Linked DNA regions of Mus musculus: all the other regions are linked to region 3. A link is a contact called in public HiCAR-type and HiChIP or PLAC-seq data. All regions are on one chromosome and are shown on one strand. The core of a region is the stretch at or near the end of the contact, and the rest is flanking DNA. Distances in the headings are between cores, read along the strand shown.

Evidence for each region. HiCAR-type assays count read pairs that join an accessible place to other places. HiChIP or PLAC-seq counts read pairs in DNA pulled down with a chosen protein or histone mark.
Region 1: a contact with region 3 is called in a HiCAR-type map of astrocytes, with 2.4 times the contacts expected there. The contact joins the promoter of Smarca1 here to the promoter of Aifm1 in region 3. A contact is called at or near these places in 2 of 39 promoter capture datasets (the 3T3-L1 cell line and hippocampal neurons) and 1 of 115 datasets of contacts at active chromatin or transcription factors (astrocytes).
Region 2: an H3K27ac HiChIP or PLAC-seq map of embryonic stem cells shows a contact between it and region 3, with 3 times the contacts expected there. The contact joins the enhancer-like site here to the promoter of Aifm1 in region 3. A contact is called at or near these places in 3 of 39 promoter capture datasets (the 3T3-L1 cell line, cranial neural crest and hippocampal neurons), 3 of 115 datasets of contacts at active chromatin or transcription factors (embryonic forebrain, embryonic midbrain and embryonic stem cells) and 1 of 9 other capture datasets (liver).

Annotation. Positions count from the first base shown.
Region 1 is chrX:47,890,843-47,894,297 of GRCm38.p6, forward strand. It overlaps Smarca1 (SWI/SNF related, matrix associated, actin dependent regulator of chromatin, subfamily a, member 1), which reads right to left and starts at 1,771. Exons shown (of 24, transcript NM_001358618.1): 1 at 1,384-1,771. The coding sequence starts at 1,554.
Region 2 is chrX:47,948,085-47,951,286 of GRCm38.p6, forward strand. It overlaps Ocrl (OCRL, inositol polyphosphate-5-phosphatase), which reads left to right. Exons shown (of 24, transcript NM_177215.3): 18 at 41-276. Among named protein-coding and RNA genes, the nearest start is that of Ocrl, 37 kb to the left of the region's middle. Within about 2 kb of position 1,832, at least 10 of the 459 cell types and tissues checked have an H3K27ac peak or open chromatin away from gene starts, as enhancers often do. A contact at or near this core is called in embryonic stem cells, where this site is marked.
Region 3 is chrX:48,511,846-48,514,935 of GRCm38.p6, forward strand. It overlaps Aifm1 (apoptosis-inducing factor, mitochondrion-associated 1), which reads right to left and starts at 1,718. Exons shown (of 16, transcript NM_012019.3): 1 at 1,391-1,718. The coding sequence starts at 1,493. It also overlaps a transcript of Rab33a not described here.

The DNA.
Region 1 (3,455 bases), core at 521-3,020, 620 kb before region 3:
TTACACCCAGTGTTTCCCATGATTTTCACTTAGCACTTTCTGTTTAATCAACTTAACTAACTAATGGATTTAGCATCATTCTTCTAATTCAAGGCAAAATGTGTTAATTTCCCCCAAAAAGCTATTCATTTAGTCATATGCCATTGTATAATGATTTATACAAAGTCACTTGAGATTCTTAAAGCATAATTTCAATTACCCACCATTTTTAAATCATCGTGTATATTGTTAAATGGGGGGAAATCCACCTATAAACGATCTGTTCTGCAATTTTATTATATATCAAAACTTCTTATGTTCCACCCTATTCTTTAACATCGATTTTTCAAAGCATTGTATAATTTTACTTGTATATTCATGGGAGATAATACCTACTTCCTGGATTTGTCTGTAATAGGTGTGACAGTGGTCTTCTCTCCTGTGTTCATCCTACAGAGTAGGACTTTACAACGTTTAAAATAAACGTGTCCAGGAGTGAATGGTTCCCCACTAGGCAAGGGAAGCAAAAGGCTGGAAGGCCAAAGGCCAGATAAGGGGAATCATCTGGGTGTCCCAGAGTGAAACACTATACCATCAGGGGCGGGGCAGGAGAGGGAGAGGGTGCAAAGGTTGGACATTTTCCTAAGACAGCATGGTTCCTCAGTGTGAGGGTTGTAAGATAAAGCGCAGAGAGGATGTTTTCTTGACATAACACCCCCTCCTCACCATGAGGCAAGGATCAAAGGAACATGAGAGATTATTATTTTTTTTTATTTCTGTAATCCCAAAGACAGACACTGCCAATCACAGCAAGCATTATCTTCCAACCATTCTCCCTCTTCCCCCTCCTGCCCGCCGCCACCACCACCACCAGTAGCACCTTGAAATTTAAATTACAAAAATAAGCCCGAGCCAAATCCCCATCAGCCTGATGGTGGGACTGAAGGGCCCAGATTTCCCAGGCAGAGGCCGACGGGAAGAGGGGGGTAGAAGAGCGAGCAACGAGAGAGAGAGAGAGAGAGAGAGAGAGAGAGAGAGAGAGAGAGAGAGAGAGAGAGAGAGGCGGAGGCATTTTCCTGCACAGTCCCATCCCCCACAAGGTTCCCCCAGTTCCGGGAAGGTAGAGGGAGGCCCGAGTCTAGGAGAGACTCGGGGCTCAGGATCGGGATACCCCGCTACCCGGCCGCGCCCCCGCCCTGCCCCGCCCCCGCTCAGCAGGCGGCCAGCAGGAAAGGGGGAGGGGAGGGAATGCTAGATGGTTCTGCCGCCCCGCTGCCCCCATCCCTGCAGTGATTTTGGTACCTGTCGGCGCCAAAAGGTCAGGGTTTGGGCCCCTGTGAGGGGCCAGGCACGGGATGTGTCCAGCACACACAGAGCGCGCGCACACACCCCTTTCCTATTTACCTCCTTCTTCTCGCCCTTCTCAGTGGCCGTGGTGCCTTCGGTGGCGGCAGCAGCCGCTCCCTCCTCTTTAAAGGTGGACGGCCCGGGCTGCTCATCCTCTACAACCACGACTGTGGCTCTGGCATCCGAAACTGCCACGGTGGCTGCCTCTGTGGCCGTGTCCGGCTCCATGGCGTTGGAGCGGGAAAGACGAGGTGGGACGAGGAAGGGGAGAAGGGAGGTTCCTGTGCGACAGCGGTGGCTGCGCTGGAAAGAGCTTGCTAGAGCAGGGGTGGAGAATACTAGCTTCCAACCCCTTCGCTCGCCCCCCACCTTCTTTAAATAACCCTCAACCCTGCCCCACTTCCGTCCACCCACCCTACGTCATGGCCTCCCCCCATCGCCCTCCCCTCCGCCCCCCCTCACCAATCGCGAGACTCCCCCTCCCCATCCAGAGCCCAGGCTGGTCCCACAGGACCAACTGTTGCCTGACTGTGGGGTGCACTCGGGGGTGGAGAACGAAACCCACAGCTCGTGGCCCCTTAAATTTTCTACTTCTCCATATGCCCCCAACAGTGAGCCTGAGTTCCCCTGACAGATGTGTGCAGAAGAAATTCTCTTTCCCTTCAATCTGTTCTACCTATTCTGCACCTCTGTACCTTGGGGCGCTCTCCCCTTCTTGCACAAAGAACTCCTCTGCTTATGAGTGCTATTGGTCTTTCTCTGCATAGTGTTTCCTTGGAAAGCCCACAGTCCCTCTAAGGACTGCCCTTTCCCGGGTTTCTGAAAGGATTAGATTGGTGGTTAACAGTCACCTTCGGAGACTCTGCTGAAAGAGAACTTGAATCACTTGATGTTAAATATTCTGGTAGAAGGTGAAACTTGACTCACATTTTATGAGTAAGTGTTCTGCTTTTCTTTCTGGTTTTCTCAAATGGCCAATATGCAGGAGTCCCTCTTTTGACAGCACCCCTGAATTTTAAAACTCAAGGGGGACAATGTCTAAGTCTTCCACAAAACCTAGGGCAACTTGTGATAGGTTACCTAATATGGATCATTGAATTGAACGGCTATGGTTTTTTTTTTCATTTCTGTTCTGTTCACATCTTTCTATTAATCAATGATCACTGAATGTATTTTGTAAACAGTGCAAGTATGGATAAACAAGTCTATTAACTGTTGCTTCTTTGTCTCCTCATCATTTATCAACAATAGAAAGACTGATATCTTAGCCTTTAAAGTTCTGTCATTAGAGATAACAGACAATATAACATGTAAGAAACAGTATAACAAAACAATCACAAAGCATACTGTTTCCAAAATGAAGCAAATACTTTCCAGAGTAGCTGTGGTTTGGTTAACTTCCATCAACACACCTTCCTAAACAACCCATCTAAAATAAGGTGTGACTTGTGCAAATAGTACCATAGCAGTCAGATGAACCCAAATATTATCTATTACTGGGTCATCCATACCTTAGTGTAGTGAATGGCTGAGAGATTCTGTCTCTAAACTAGTTTCTCCTTCTCTCTCTCTCTCTCTCTCTCTCTCTCTCTCCCTCTCTCTCCCTCTCTCTCTCTCTCTCTCTTCCTTCTCCCCCTACCCTTCCTCCTCTCTTTCCCCTCTCTTTTTTTCCCTACTTCTTTCCCTCTCTTCCATTTCTTTCTTTGAAGGTAGGGTCTTGCCCTATAAGCCAAGGTGACCTTTACTTTGCAGCATCTCTGCTTCTGCTTTTCAAGCTCTAGGATTACAGGCATATGCAACCATCCTTCATTCATGGTCAAATTTTAAACACAGAGAAAGAGGCAAGGATTGTGCCAAAGGGAGAGAAGAACTTGATGATAATATCTGCTCATTTTACCTTCATTATTTGTGGATCCCTCCACCCCAGTCCACCGTTCATGTTTCTTTACTGAAGTACAATCATTGGGTGCCTTAGTACAAGAAGAGCTGGTATTCTTGAAGCATCAGATTCCATGAAAAAGAGGTGGAGGAGGAGGGAATTAAGTCAAATAACTCACCATTTGAATATGAATTTTCTATTATATATGAAAATATATTAAGTAGTACAAATTCTTACCCCTCCCCCCACT
Region 2 (3,202 bases), core at 582-3,081, 560 kb before region 3:
GAAAGATCTGTGCTACGATGCACCATCTCTTTCATTTCAGACGAGACCTTAGACATCTCCCTTGATGTATACGTCAGCAAAGACTCTGTAACCATCCTGAACTCCGGTGAAGATAAGATTGAAGATATTCTTGTCCTCCATTTGGATCGAGGCAAAGATTACTTCTTGACCATCGGTGGGAATTACCTCCCAAGTTGCTTTGGAACCTCATTGGAGGCTTTGTGCCGAATGAAAAGACCAATTCGAGAAGTTCCTGTCACCAAACTCATAGACCTGGTGAGACACATCCTCAGACAGCAACCTTCTTTACATTTAATTTGCATGTTTTGCCCCATTATTTCTGTGCCTTCTCTCTTCTTCTGGGGTCATGGGAACTGACAAATGATAGAGGAGAATGTCACTTTATCTAAGCACTACTTTGATTAAATTAAGCCTAGGAGGGAAAAGGAAAGTCTACTCTGTAGTTAAGTCTTGTTGGGACCATAATAGATAATATATTGTACTTCCAAAATGAGCTCAAAGGCCCCCTCTCCAAGCTGTGCTCACTAAGCTCATCACACTTACATAAATTGGCATGTATGCTAGGTGTGGTAGGTGCACCATGCATTATTCTTCTCATTGTGCTTACAGGAAGACTGAGGCCCAAGGGATTCACTTGCCCATAGTCAGATGAGTTAGTGACAGACCCAGATTTTCTGACTCCAGTATTCCTCCCTACAGTATATCAAACTCCAGTATTCCTCCCTACAGTATATCAAACTCCAGTATTCCTCTCTACAGTATATCAAACTCCAGTATTCCTCCCTACAGTATATCAAACTCCAGTATTCCTCCCTACAGTATATCAAACTCCAGTATTCCTCTCTACAGTATATCAAACTCCAGTATTCCTCCCTACAGTATATCAAACTCCAGTATTCCTCCCTACAGTATATCAAACTCCAGTATTCCTCCCTACAGTATATCAAACTCCAGTATTCCTCTCTACAGTATATCAAACTCCAGTATTCCTCTCTACAGTATATCAAACTCCAGTATTCCTCTCTACAGTATATCAAACTCCAGTATTCCTCGCTACAGTATATCAAACTCGGCTGCTGATGAGAGCAGAGGCTGTTATGGATGCTTACAGAGCTTACATCATAGTCCCTAGGGGTGCTTACTGCAAGTAGAGGCTCTCCCCTGCCCCATTCACCACTGGTAATAGAATCTTAAGACATGGAACCTAGGAGTCGGCATTTTTTACCCCTTTGGTAACCCTGGCTGGACTTGAATTTCCTCTTCAACTGAGAATTAATTTAAACTTCTGATCTTCCTGCCTCCACCTCCCCAGTGTGGGATCACAGGTATAGCCCACCATATCTGGTTTATGGAGTATTGGGGACTAAATCTAGGGCTACTTGCATGTGAGGCAGGGCCTCTACCAACTGAGCTATAAATTCAGTCTATAGATGGGTATAACATGTACTGACGCTTCTTCACTTAATGTGTGTGACTCAAGAAAGAAAAAAAAAAGAATTATATCCACCCCCTTTCACAAGCCAAGCTACTAGATAATGTCTCTATTCTTATGTGGGAAAAGCATATTATTTTCAGTTTAAAAAAAAAAGATTGAATAGCAAGCCATCCTATTAAAAATTTTTCTGCTAAATGAAACTATTGTTAGATTTGTGTACAGATTGGCACTTAGCTTTTTTTTTCCTCCAGATATAATGAAGGGAAGAGCCAAGGGTTACCATTTGTATATAAAATCACAATGGTGCTCAGGCCTGGGAATAGCCAGTGATTGTATGGTCCATCAGGAAGGGTTAGAGCTGCCGCAGCCTGCTGGCTTGTCTGAATGTAATCTGTGCGGTTGCCATGGAACCCTTGCACCTGTGACTCAGAGAGCACATTCCAGCGCTGGAATGTCATTTGTTTCCATAGAGCTCTCATGATGGAAGGTTTTACCTGTGTTTGAAAGAAAGCCCTTTTCTGCAGAAATTCATATCCTGTCATTCTGCTATTTCTTGAAATTGTTTTTCTTCTACCACCAATTTTTTTATGGAAAACAATTATACAGTAGTGTCTGATCGTGCTTCCCCTCCCCCAGCTCCTCCGGAATCCTTTCCACCCCACCCAGTCACCTAACTCCACACCCTTTCTTTCTCTCTGTCTTTAGAAAACAAACAAGTAGGCAGACAAAACAGACTATAATTTTTTAAAGAAAAAAAAACAAGAAACACATACAAACAAAAGCCATAAGCACACAGACATCATAATATACAGGTAAAAGACCAGTAGAACAAAAAAAAATTGCTCAAAGCAGTATGAGACAAAAGGCTTATTTTTATCAAAGTCAGCAGCAGCATTATAGTGCCCTGGCCATAATTTTTCCATGTTCTGGGAATGACTGGGAGGCTCAACCAGCTTTAAAAGCTCTTACTATCTATTAAATATATTATCAGGCAATTCAATCACATTTCCCCATAAATAGAAAGTATATAAAACTATTAGAAGAATCTTGGCTCTGTATAGAGCCATCTTCCCTCTTCTAAGACATAATTGGTTCAAGGTTAAAGAAATAGAATCTTGGTTATCTATAATTACAGAATGGCGTTTTTGGCTTTTGTTTTTTGTTTGTTTGTTTGTTTGTTTGTTTGTTTGTTTGTTTTGGTTTTTTTGAGACAGGGTTTCTCTGTATAGTCCTGGCTGTCCTGGAACTCACTCTGTAGACCGGGCTGGCCTCGAACTCAGAAATTCGCCTGCCTCTGCCTTCCGTGTGCTGGGATTAAAGGTGTGTGCCACCACACCTGGCTGGCATTTTTTTAATTAAATTATGTATTCATGATCATTTGCTTATTTTGAAAGTTTGTATTTTGGAGGCCTTAGGGTTCTCATTCTTACCACGGCTTATTGCGTTTCAGTATTATTAAGTTATTGAATCTCATCAATGAGGAAATTAGCCATATTGTTAAGAGGCAGTAAACAGGAATCTAAAATAGTCACACCCCTTTTCTGAACACCTTTCCTCTTGCTTCAAGTCCAGAATACTTCCTTAGGTCTTATGGTTTTTCCAGGACTTGACAGGATATTTCAAAGCCCATGAGACGATGGTTCTAATACTAGTACATGTCCTCTATTGTATTGTGTGCTATAAATTCATGGTGGAGCCGGAAGTGGGTTCAGTACATGTGCTCTGTCTCCCTGTACTGTTTCGGAA
Region 3 (3,090 bases), core at 468-2,967:
TTTTCTAAAACAGAAATTCTTAAGTTCCAAGAGGTAACTGGGATAACATTGACTTTTTTGAGATGGGCAACTATATAGCCGTGACTGACTTAGAGATTCCTATGTACACTAGGATGGCCTTGAATTCTCTGAGATCTGCTGCCTCTGCCTCCAGAGTCCTAGGATTAAAGTCATATGTCACCATACCCAGCAGATAACACCCATTAAGAATTTTTTCTTGACATGTACGAAGTGGACAAACTATCCAAACACATTTGCAAAGGTCCTAACAATCAAAAAGTATTTCCACTTCTTATTCCTAAACTACAGAAAAGGCATCTGAACTTCAAAAAAGACTCCAGGGTAACATTTGATATTATAAATGTAATTACACTAGGATGATGATTTTTTAAAATGTTGATTTAAAAATACACCTTGGAGATTGTGGAGGGGGGGCATTCATTCCCACAAATCTGTATAGGTAGAAAAGATGATGACTCAAACCATGCTCAGATAAACCCATGGATATCAGAAGCACAATGGGCTAATTAGTGGAAAGAGAAGCGAATTCATTCTTAACTGTTTCAGGTCAAACTTTAGGAAGTAGGATTGGCGTGTAGCAATAGGATCAGGGGCCTAGAGACTAGCAGAGTAGCTTTAGCTCTACCTACTAATTATGTGACCTTCTGCAAGTAATTTCACCTCTTTGTTCCTCAATTTATTATCCATAAAATGAATGGGTTGGTGTTGACCACAAAATTCCTTCCAGCTCTAAAGTTTGATGAGACAACTTCCCAGAGAACAAATAGAGGGGGATCGAAAAACGTTCATTGAAGCGTGTAAGCCCACCACCAGGAATTCAACTATCTGGCCATCTCAAGGCAATCTGAGCTAATTCTCTTGATATCTGACATACAGTTTCTACTGGTGATACACCATTGCCACGTCGTAGGACAATCAAATGTACAGCTCTCACGTGGAGTTTTGGGAGGTAAAGCAGATAATCTGAGTTCCAGGAGAAACTTGTGACTGTGTCCCAACCACTAAATGACAACATCCATCTGACCTCAATGCTTTAAAAAAGGCAAGGTGGCAGAGGATGGGCAATATGGTCTGTTATAGCCAAGCGTTCTGTTATCCCCAAATCGCAAAGCCTCCCAGAAGAAGGCCTCATGCTGATTTCTGGGGTTCAAATCTCTTGAAGGTCAGGCCGGCATAAGTATGCCTATTCCTCAGCTTGGAAACTCTTGGGTTTATATCCCGCCAATTTGGAGATTCTTGAGACTGTGAAAGAAAGTTCTTTTTTTTTGAAGGACAGGGGAGCTCTGCGAGGGATGGGGAGCCCATGGCACCTAGGCCATTGGACTTTGAAGTAGGATAAGGGGTTGCCTGGGACAGGTCAGCTAGTCACCTGGAAGCCGGTTCCTCTGTTTCGGCCTCTGGACGTACACCGTCCGCACCAAGGGCACCAGTTTCTGCTTGAAAGCACCCGCCAGGCCTCCACACCGGAACATTTCGGCGATCACTCCTCGGAAGCTCCCGCTCCTTCCTTTTCCTTCCACGCACCGTCGAACGGGTCGAATACCACGGGCTCGGGTCCGCTCCCCCTCCCGTCACACGCACACTACGCAGGCTCCTCCTCCCAGCCCCGAGTGGACATTGGATAGAGGAACCGGCCCACTAGAGCCAGGGGGAAAGGCACTGAGGCTGGAGACCCACTGCGCAGGCGTAAGACTCAGCACCGCACTGCAATTGGTCCCACAGCGAGGAGGTCGGCGCATGCGTCCGGCGGCACGCGCGCTGCAAAGCCCCGGGCCCCGCCTCCGCATTTGCAAGTTTCCCAGAGTTAGCGGCCCTGTAGTAGGTTGAGCCGCTTAAGAAACCTGGACAAGGGACACTCCTGCCCGGAGGCAGCGGGTGGGGCAGCCGCTGTGTAGGTAATGGGGACTGCTAGCAAAACGGTCACCAAAACTGACCTGAGAACTTTACTTTCTGGTTTGTTTTTTGTTTTTTGTTTTTTTTTTTTTGTGCGTTTTAGGCAACTAGCTAGCCGGCATTTAAGCCTTTCTGAATCTCTTTCTGTGATCCAATTCTAGTCTTTCCCCCAGTCTTAGTCATTACACCCGACTTCCTGAATCCTGAATAAATTCCATCCATGTTTTAAAACTAACTGGCCATTTCTTGAGCAGCCCGGTTTGTTCGTTTGTTTGTTTTTGGTTTCTTTTTTTTTTTTCGGAGGTGGGGGGGAGGCGGGATGGAGTGGGACGTGTACTTCACGTGTTATATCTCCGTTATCACTGTCATATGTATCAAGTGTTGTGGATAGTCTCGCGCTATTATGGCTTTCGTGCTTGAGAAGAGAAAGCTGACAAAAAAGTTTGTGCCTGACAAATTTTCTGTGAAAGAAATTCTAAGCAGGACTTAGAAAGTTGTGGGAGATACAGAGTGAGAACTGAGAGAAAGTAGATATTTTGCTCTCCTGTGGGAGTTTTGAATTGCAGATTAAGTATTTATGGAAACTGTGTGTAGTGGCCTAACACCTGAACTCCCAGACACAGAGGCAGAGACAGAGACAGACGGACAGCAAGGAAATTTGAGGCCAGCCTTGTTCATATCAAGCCTGCCAAGGCTTCCTGGTGAAGATGCCCTGTCCCTTATTATGGAACAGTACTATATAGAGGCTTCTGTGGATATAAAAACATGGAAAGTGATCACTGTAATGGGATCTATTGTCATTTAGATGATACCTATCACAGAGCCACTGCAAGGAAGGAGTTTGGGACAGAGTCACTAGTGGAAGAGAAAGAATAGTATTTCAGAGGGTAAATGCATTGAGGCCAAAAGTAATATTTTTAGGGTTTAAACATATTGACCTCCATAAACATATTTCTCCTCCATAAGGACCTAGGTTTAATCCTGCCTCTGCTACTTGGACAAGTCACCCAGTTGGCTTCAACTGACCTGGAGACAGTTGGACTTAAGGATGAAAAGCTATAAGCCGGGCATGGTGACAATACCTTTAGTCCCAGCACTCGGGAGGCAGAGGCAGGTGGAATTCTGAGTTCGAGGCCAGCCTAGTCTACAAAGTGAGTTCCAGGACAGCCAGGGCTA